2 separate regions of the Mus musculus genome follow, and region 2 is linked to region 1. The links are chromatin contacts, called in public Hi-C maps. All regions are on one chromosome and are shown on one strand. Each heading gives the region's core, a stretch centred on a gene start, on an enhancer-like site or on the middle of the called end of the contact. The rest is flanking DNA. Distances are from core to core; before and after follow the strand shown.

The links. Hi-C and Micro-C count contacts between places; a contact is called where the count stands out from the background.
Region 2: a contact with region 1 is called in a Hi-C map of embryonic fibroblasts, with 2.3 times the contacts expected there. The contact joins two enhancer-like sites. A contact is called at or near these places in 9 of 484 Hi-C or Micro-C datasets (3T3-L1-derived adipocytes, the C2C12 cell line, embryonic fibroblasts and 4 more) and 3 of 115 datasets of contacts at active chromatin or transcription factors (double positive thymocytes, fibro-adipogenic progenitors and large pre-B cells).

What each region holds. Positions count from the first base shown.
Region 1 is chr9:32,713,661-32,718,665 of GRCm38.p6, reverse strand. All of the region lies in intron 3 of Ets1 (E26 avian leukemia oncogene 1, 5' domain), which reads right to left. Among named protein-coding and RNA genes, the nearest start is that of Gm3331, 67 kb to the left of the region's middle. Within about 2 kb of position 2,440, at least 115 of the 459 cell types and tissues checked have an H3K27ac peak or open chromatin away from gene starts, as enhancers often do. A contact at or near this core is called in the C2C12 cell line, embryonic fibroblasts, fibro-adipogenic progenitors and 1 more, where this site is marked.
Region 2 is chr9:32,822,135-32,827,139 of GRCm38.p6, reverse strand. All of the region lies in intron 2 of Gm3331 (a long non-coding RNA gene), which reads right to left. Among named protein-coding and RNA genes, the nearest start is that of Gm3331, 41 kb to the right of the region's middle. Within about 2 kb of position 2,774, at least 53 of the 459 cell types and tissues checked have an H3K27ac peak or open chromatin away from gene starts, as enhancers often do. A contact at or near this core is called in the C2C12 cell line, embryonic fibroblasts, fibro-adipogenic progenitors and 1 more, where this site is marked.

The DNA of each region.
Region 1 (5,005 bases), core at 1,191-3,690:
GCTCACAGAGGCTACCTCGGTTATTTCACCACCCTGAGGACAGGAAAGTGATGTAACCAAATACTCAAGTCCAGAGATCTGGACACAAAAGGTAGGTATTCCCCCTCTGGGTCTGTTTGTAAACAGACATGGATGTAGGATGTTTCTTTCCAAATGTAATTGTGAAGGAAGTTCTTTCTGGAGAAAAGTAGATCTTGGTCCCAGAGATAGTACACAGCAGCTGCAGCATGTGGCTCCAGGTTCCCCCATGTCACCGCACCACTGCACGCCCTCCCCAAAAGTGACCTGCTCCCACTACTGGCTCAGAGCCTACAGCAAGCATGAAGAAGGGGGGCTAGGGATCCCCTCCCCCAGGAAAGCGAAGCCAGGAGAGGTAGAAGATGAAACGTTTTCTCCATGGGCAAAGGAAAAATCTGGGCAAACAAATGGAGCAAAGCCGGTTTATTTAGGCTGGAAGAGGTAGTTTTTCTGCACTTTTGAACTGTTTTCTCAAGGCCTGCCTCTCCCTCCCACGCAGGAAACAAACACAGAGCCAGGCCTCTTCCAGGGAGCGTTCAGTGGCTCACAGCTAGCTGAGGAAGATGGCCTGAGAGAGCTGAACTGGGGCCTGTCTGGGAAGAGACAGCAGGAGAGGAGGCAGAGGAGACAGCAAGGAGGACAGGGCCAGGACAGAGGCAGGAGGCCAAGTGGAAGGAGCTAAGGAGATGCAGCGACTTACTCCCAATTCAGAATGGAATATTTTCCATGAAGTTTGAAAGGAACTTCTCTTCCCAATTTTCTTATTTATTTAAAAATTATATAAATACATGTAACCCCTCCTCCCCTTAAAAAGGACAATTTTCCAATGGGGGGGGGGGCTCGTTTGAGATGAAAGCCAGTCTTCAAAATCCCTCAGAGGAAGCCAAAACCCCGCGTGTCTTGATGCTACAGAAAGAAAAACAAAGTAGACATTCTTCCTGTGTTCTGAGGCTTTTTTATGCAGATGTGTTTTTCTTTTAATAAATAAATCCGGGCTGAGAAGGAAGATGCATATTCACACACATCCACACAGCCCAACTGCCTGTATCCAAAGCAGGAAAACTGTGACACAAAATGAGCAACCCCACTTTCCCAGGCGAGGCCACGCGGGCGCACAACATGGCGCCACATGCAACAGACTGTCCACATAGCAGGGACCTAAGCTTCTCAAGAATGACAAGGAGTGACGAGCAAAGGAGAGGCAGAACCCGGGTGAAAATTGGCATTCTCTTCTCTAACTGTCATCTGGCTTAAGATACCCAGCTGTGCCCTACTTTGTGAGCCTTTCAATTCATTCATAAGACGTGATGGCTATGAGAAGAACTATCATACACATTTTGTCAAAGGATGCCTGCTTAGGAGCTGTGTCCTTCAGACCTGGCTCTGTCAGTCAAAGCCCTTGCATTACTGATCCTTCGGCTAGCAGGTTTTCAGCTTTTATCCTTCCTGCTTGATAACCCCTCTGTCCAGCTTTTTAAACTCCCCGTTTAATGCAATCATTCACAGTGGCCTCTTGTTCCCCCTAAAAGCAGTCTTGCATGTCTGTACCCCCTAAGGAGCATCATACACCTCCATAGAGAACATCCAACAAGCAGGGTAAACTGAGACCGATGAGATGGTTGCCTAAAAGTGAGAACATAGCAACTACTAAGCAAAAGACAAAAGACACTACCAGCCCTCCTCTAGACAAACTCACATAGCCAGTCCCACACCTATAGCCTTGGCCTTTATTGATCTATCTATAGCAAATGCCACTGTTTTGAACCGTAATTCCCCATGTAAAAATCTTTTTTAAATCTACCCTATTAGCTATCCATCTCAACCTTTGCACCATCTGCACCTTACTAAAAATGCTTTCTGCATCTTTCTCTAGTCTAAGCTCCTTATGAAAAAAAAAAAAAAAAAAAAAAAAAACACCGAAGAGGCAATGGCCAAGTACTGAGCCCTATAATATAACACCACAGACCGTGCATTACTCTGACACAGGAGCATTAATCATGGGGACAGTTGCTGAACCCCTTACAAATCCTCCTGATTCAACTATCGACACATCCACATATCTTTGTCTGGACCACAAATATATCCAGGAAAGACTCAGACAAAACCATTGCTGGCATCAAAATAGGAGGCTTATAATTCAGCTGATCTACACTGTAGGCTGTTTCTCTCCTCTGGTCTCCCCAAGCACCAGACAAGTGCAAATGAAAATAGCCAGGCTGAAATTCAAACTTCTGCACAGTGAGAGTGAGTCGGGGGCAGGAGCAATGGTGGTGGGAGGGGGTAGGCTTCAGCACCAGAAACAATGGGCAGCCAGAGAACAATGGTTACAGACAAAGTCTTGGTCTATTTATATCTGCCCCTGTGAGTCCCAGACAGGAGGAACTGGAAGTCTGCCCTGTATGCATAGCTCCAACTGGACCAGAGCTAGGAGGAAGATGAGGTCACCACAAAGGCTGCCTGCTGAGGAATGAGCTATTCTTTTGCTCATCCTGCTCCCTCTCAATCTAACAGGTCTCTTTCGCCAAGTGTAGAACTGGCTTGCCCTCCGTAGTCCCCTCTGAGATGGGTAGACCTGAGAGGTGATTAAGGCCTCTTCCGGGGATGCCAAGGATAAATCAGCCAAACAATAGAGATCAATGTTACGGCTCCCAAGACATCTGTTCATTAACCACGGCTGGTGACACTACAACAGAGCTCTTCTATGGTTAAGTTCCCTAGCTCGCTCCCTTGGAGCAGAATAAAGGGACTAAGACACGGGGCTGGGGGTGTCTCTCAAGGCCAAAGCACTCGTCCAGCATGTGTTCTTGTCCAGCATCTGGGTTCAATCCAGCACCAAGGAGAAAAGGGAGGCCACGAGCTGAAATGCATGGAGACACAGAAAGACCTTTCCTTCCCTCTTATTGCCCTGTCTTCCCTTTGGAATTTCAACTTTTCTCCTAACAGGACTTCATACTGTGATATTCAATTTTTCCCCCCGCACTATTAATTTACTTTTATTCTCCCTCTTCCCACAGGCTTACTAAAATGGAAGCCAGCAGTCAGATAAGTCTGTGATAGACCACAACCTGCTACAGGCTGGTGGCAGAAGGAAGCCATAGGAAAAGAGACTCAGCAGTGAGTCCCTGCAAGCTGTTACCCTGTCCACCTTATACAGTGCCACCTGTGTCATGAGAGGACTGACAGGCAGCCAATAGTCAGCAACTTCATCCACTGGATTCCACCCTACCGATCCAAAGCACAAACCCAGATTCTCCCCCCCCCCCGCACCCTCCCCCCTACACACCAAAACATCTGAGACCCAGTACAAAGATCCCTGTGGAGAAACAGCTTTCTGCTCCTGCCTCTGAACCTCCATGAGTGACTTCCTTCTGTGCTCCTGGAAAAACAACACTTAAGTAAGCAAAAAGAAGCAGAAGTCCTGTTTTTCATTTAACTAGCTTAGAATATAGAAGAGAGACACACACACACCCTCCCATGGTGAGAAGGAGGCAAGCACTTTAATGTTGGATCATTTTAGAGCTCAACCAGGGCACTGCTGGGTCCAACGGACTCAGAGAATAGCTACAGGTTACACTGGGTTCTTTCTCCAGCTTCATTCATTCACAAGTGCATGAGGGAAGATGCGTGCTACAAGTTCAGAGTACCCAAAGGCACACAAATAAATCTGAAGATAACTGAGATATTATGTTCCAGGCCACACTGGCAAGTGATGTAGTCACTCAGTACAGAAGGTGAAGACAAAAAACCCAGAGGAAGACCACCTTAAAATACATCGGACAATGGATGCTGGCATGGGTGCACGGAACACTAAGCTGATGCAGTATTCCGTTCAAACCCTGCTTCTCCCATTCCTCTCCACCCATTCTCCCTACGGGCAAAACGTCCCCTTCTTTCCAAAGGCCCTGCTGACTCATCCCAGTGTAATTCAAGAGAGCCACATGGGAGCCACATGGTAGGAGTGGAGAGAAGGCAGAGAGACGACCACATTCATAGCATTCATACCCAAGGCCAGGCTGACACCAGAGAAGATATGAAAATCCCCACCTGTGGCTTGTTTGGCAAGTATAGGACACAACCCTCCTCTCGGCCTACAGCCTTCAAAATTCCCTGCACAAAAGCAAGCAGTGCTCTTGCCCCCATCTGGAGTTTATAGCCTCAGATTAATATGTTCAACAACTCACAGAATAAAGACCCTATGCAGTCCTGTAAATCTCAACGTGTGTCTCTAAGGAGCTGGACCCCTAGGAGCTGAGACATTTAAGTCATAATTAAGAGTTGATCCCTGCTAAAGTCTCCTGGTTGCTAAGGAGTTGCTTAGGACCCAGAGAGATAAACTTGGAAGAGTTCATGATTACCCTCCCTATACCATTAGGTTCCCTTGCTAACCCTGTCATCTGCCTTTCTCCACAGTCCGTGCAGATCTACCTAATCTATAATTTGGGCTCCAGTATCTCTTCGGCTTTGGCTGAAGAAGAGTAAACTATCACTCCATGCAGTCTACCTGAGTCTTTATTTACCCTTCCTTTGCCTTCTTCCTCCATACACCCTCACTCTAGCTATGAAAAGCCTCATCTGCAGCCAAGAAGCAGAAAAGAATTTACAGAAAGAATTTGCTATAAAACCTTAACTACTCCTTGGAGGGAGGCTCTCCCGCCTGGCAACCAGACGTAATTATAAGATGAATGAAAGGGAGGCAGCCAGTGGTGGAGGAGTTGTGGAGCTCTGTCACAGGCCAAGGGTCCCACACGATTCCTGCAAGAGTTAGAAGGGCCTTTAGATGTCATCTAAGTCCAACTTTTCTTTTCCTAATGGGGAAGGAAGCCCTGGAGGTGACCCACCGTAGCTTTACTGATTGTCTTACTCTGACTCCCGCCCAGGATTCTGTCTATACCACCACCATTTGCTCACTGCTGTGAACTAGGAGGAAGAGGCTCTTCTTCATGTCTTTCCTATCACCAAGCCCTAGAGTGTCATTCTGGAGCAACAT
Region 2 (5,005 bases), core at 1,525-4,024, 110 kb before region 1:
AAAAATGGATATCCTTTCAAAAGAGATGTGAGTCTCTGTGTCGTGTTAGTCAAGAACCATTAGACAAACAAATCCTTGGAGAAAGGATGGAGGTGTTGGACTGGGCACAGTCCATTAATGTGGTGACCACTGATGGACAGCAGCCATCTGGAAGCAGAAGCTCAGGTCTAGAGAGACCAAATGCTTACACTCAATTTGAACTTTGCAGGGACACACAGCTCCCTGCGTTGTCCAGACTCTGCTAGTCACATTTTCCCCATTGGCTGGACTTTTCCTATGACTTTCTTTGTTCATTTTTCACTCAGTCTTCTGGTTATGAATGCTCAACATAATTGTGCTAGTCTAGCATCTCGAAAACCAATCAGAAGCTTATAAGATTAATTTCAGAAATAATCAGGGAAATGCATGTAAACACAAACCATAGTGAGATACTATTTCCTTCCCACTTGGATACTGGAGCAAGAAATTCAGATACTGTGTTTTGGTGAGGTGTAGATAAACCATAGCCATCATCCATCATTAGTGGGAAGACAAAATGGGGTTAAATAATTTGGAAAAATCTACACGTTCTTCAGAAGCTTAAGTACATTTGTTAAACAATCCAGCAATTCCACTCATGGATAAATCTATAAGAAGAGTAAAAATCTACAGAGAAAATTCTGAAGCCTAGAAAAGTTAAGAAATTCATTCCAAGCCAAGAGAAATATATACAGTGAAAATTTTGGGTAATAACACACACACACACACACACACACACACACACACACACACACAGGTGCATGCTCATGTATACACACACATACAGGTGCTTGCTCATGTACACACACACAGGTGCATGCTCATGGACACACACACATGCAGGTGCATACTCATTTACAGACACACACATGCAGGTACATGGTCATGTACACACAAACACACATGCAGATGCATACTCATTTACACGCACACACATACAGGTGCATACTCATGCACATACACAGGTGCATGCTCATGTACACACACACATGCAAGTGCATGCTTATATACACACACACACATGCAGATGCATGCATGTGTACATGCACGCACACACAAACAAAAACTACTATTAATTCTCAGATCTTTTGTTTCCATTATTTCATACAATGCCACATTAAGCAGTTTTCTGGAGCATAGATAAGGACCTGTGGTGTGACAAACCACCATACTAACTGTCACCAAAGCCGTAGAGTGGATATTAAAGATGTGAGTAGTATAAGAAATTTGATTCAAAACTTTCAAATTGTTTTCTCCAAAAACCACTATTAGAGAAATAGCTGTGTTTACCTCAGAAAGTTTGTCATGTACGGGAACTTTAAGAAATGTTTTGTATGATTATCTGTGTAGCTTCACACAACTCTGGTCTAAGTTATATAGACTGGGAAAATACAAATCGTTCAGCAATCAATGATGATTATACTCACACCTGGCCTCAGCACATGGGCTACGGAGCGCGACATATACCTAAATGTGATTGGTTGACTCCAAATGATCTCATGTCCATGAATCAAAGCTGAGAATCCCTGAAAGAAGCCGGGCACAATGGCACAGGCCATTAATTCCGGCATTAGAAAGGCAGAATCGGGTGAATCTCCCTGAGTTTAAGGCCAACCTTGTCTACATGGTGCGTTCCAAGCCAAATAAGGATATAGGATGAGAACCTGCCTCAAAGCAAGCAAGAAGAAAAACAGAAAAAAGAATCCACAAGAGACCCCAGGCAGTAAGTTCAAAGCCAGTGAGAAGAGCACTTGTGAAGAACTGGCTCCCTGGTATTCTAAGATCCCAGACAGCTCTCAGAGCAGCTTGCTTCTGTTAGGAAGACATGTGTCTTGGATTTTCCACTGGACCTATTTATACATATTCCTGCAGAATATTTATTGTAGTGTCCCCTCTTCCAGTCAGAAGGTTTCTGCTTTGAACAGTGAGTTATAAAATGGTTATCCTAACCATGTGGACTATGTCTCACATTTAACACTCAACACACAGTGAGCTCAAGGTTTAACAGAGAGTGTTAGGCAAACCCAGCTCCATTCTAGCAAAGGTGTTGTAATCCAAGCAACAAAAATCTGTGTTCCTCCAAACTTCACTCAAAGCAGACCCTGGATGAGATGAGAAAAAAATACTTACCTTCTTTGCTCTATTCATACTAATTAAGCAATAGAAATATTTTTGGGGGTCTCACAGGTAAGAAAAAATAAACATGAAAGTCATGAGGCCATTAGTCCAGGGTGTTGATTAGAAACTGAATAAATACTTAAAGACTAGTAGGATGATAACATAACTTATGCTGATGAGAGTCCAGATAAAGATAAGTTGCCTCTAGTTTTTACACACCACACACACACACACACACACACATATACTTGGCTAATGTTTTATATATACATACATAAAACACACAAATACATGCATATACTTCACTGGCAATTAGGTTTTCGGTCTTGGATGGTGTCAGTTGCATAACCAAATCCAGAATCAATTAACGTTTATCATATACTGTGTATATATATAAGTGTCTGGGCTGAATAAATGATTATGTCATTAAATCGTCATTACAATCCAGTATTCTGAATGTCCCTATTCTCTTCATGCAGGTGAGCTAATTAAATTTAGGAATAAGAGAAACTACCCAATGACTCAGAAATCGTAAAGGAACTCAGTCAATTTTGAACTCCAAGCCAACAGTACGAGTTCACTGTTTAACAAGCTATGCCAGCCACATGCTGCTGAGAACAGCAGCTACAACGATGAGCTAGCCACCAGATGGACCATGCGTATTTCTCATATTGAAATAGTTAAACCTCTTGTTGTAAGAGCGGCCTGTAATAAAAAGATGCTTTCTTCTCCGTGTACTCTTCTACTGCAGATCTTCAGAAGTCTGAGCCTATTTTTAATTCTTTATGTTTTTCTGGTGAGTGGATTCCTGCATAATTAAAAGAAGAAAAGCAGAAAAAAAAACAAAAGAAGGGAAATATTCCTTGGAATTTCTTTCATGCTCTGTTCCCAGCCCGTGTGTGTATTTCTTGGTGTGTTTTTAAAAGGTTGCATTGACTCAGCAACAGGCCAGCCAGCTCTGTGACAGCTCATCTCTGGTTTCTATTAACTGTGATTAATGCCAGCGATCGTGTTTATGCTCTGAGTCTACACACCAGTTAGGGGCTCAGGGAATTCAGTTCCGGCTTGTGTAAAAAAAAAGAGTATGGGGGCGGGATGTATGGACCAGAAGGAGCCAAGCAGGAGAGGCCAGAGCTTTGGAACTTGTACTCGCTGTGATGGGAAGGGTGATGGGCAGCGGGAGGAGGGATACCTCAAGCCTGGATTCCCAGTGGAAACTGTATCCTTCCCTGCTCTTGATGCCTGCCAGCCTCTATCCCGGACACTCTTAAAAACTGATAGAAGTATGAGCTGAAAGCTGTGCCCTTGCCAGATCAGCAGGAGGTCACCACAATCATTCAATTAATGAATAAATCCCTCTGCAATCCAAGGGTCCATTAGAATCAACACTCAGAGTGGGGCATGGGGTGTTAGGGGATAAATGAATTGTCAAGAGACTGTTTGGAAGGGCATCAAGCCTGTGATTGTTTTCTGGGGACTGGTCCCATCTATGATTTATTTAATAATTAAATCTTGAGGTTGGCATAGACCTTGAAGGTCACCTAGTCAAGCTTCCACTCCATGTTGGAGTGTGTTGTATCACATCTCACCAAAAATCGTGTCTGGTTAATTCCAGGCATGAAGGACTCATTACTTCCTAAGGTATCCCAGTCAATTTTAAAGCAGCTCTAACTATTTGACAAACCATTACTCATGCATTCAGTAAATGTTTAGTAAAAACTAAGTGCTCAAGCTCTGTTCCTAGACCCTAAAGAAAACCAATAAACAAACATACAACAAAATCCCCTGTTCTTTTGGAGTTTCCCTTCATAACATTAAGCCCAAAGTAGCTCTCACTCTCATTTGTCCCCACTGAGCTGCTTATGACCTTCTGGGCTCTCTCAGTGGCTGCCTGATGTCTTTCTGCTCGTTATTGTATGCTTGTAATTGTGCTCATTGTTGTCTCATGTAAGTATCAAAGACCATGAATGAGAGGACTCTTTTCTGTTCTGTCTTTTCATTTCTTCCAATCTTCCTTAGTTACTTTTTTGTGAGGTTCTTGGCTAGACTGTGTGTGTGTGTGTGTGTGTGTGTGTGTACAGTGAGCATATGTGGTGTGTTTAAACATACTCTGGTTTGTTGATGATGATCTTTTAATGTGAAATTAGTAAGATCTTCCACATGACCATGTCATTCTTACACAACCCATCACTATTGCCATAGGGAGCTCTCTACTCGCTTCTCCAAACCTGTGATGCTAAATATTTAAAATCAGAAAGGGGTCCACATTAGCCACTAGCTAACCATAGCCGAAGAGTGGTTGGGAACATTTTGGAAGAAAAGATTGGCAGTCACATGAAGAGGTAAATTTTCTACCATCCTGAAGACCATGATTGTGCACAGAGCCCAGGAGTATTTTCCAGTGAGCATAAAGTCAAGGACCCTCATGAAAATGTGAAGTTTGAGTCTCAGCTGATGTGCCTGGGGAAAATGGGGCAAAGGTAACTTCATCTGCCACAGAGTCTGTGACAGTTAAGCTTACTAGAGCTTGAGTGTTACTTGCAATCAGCCCTCTATATCCATGGATTCCATATCCACTAATAGGGATTGAAAATATGCCAGGAAAACACCTAATTTGTACTGAATATGTGCAGATACGTTTATTGTCATCTTTTTCTAAACAATATCCCACAACAACTATTTACATAGCAGTTGTATCAGATTGGATATTTCAAGGAATTCATAAGTGGGACAAAGCATGCAAGACAAGAGAATTGTGTAAATCACATACAAATACTACTGCATATTCAGTAAGGGACTTGAGCATTTATGAATTTTGCTACCAACTGAAGATCCTGAACTAATTCTCCAGACACATCAAGGGACAACT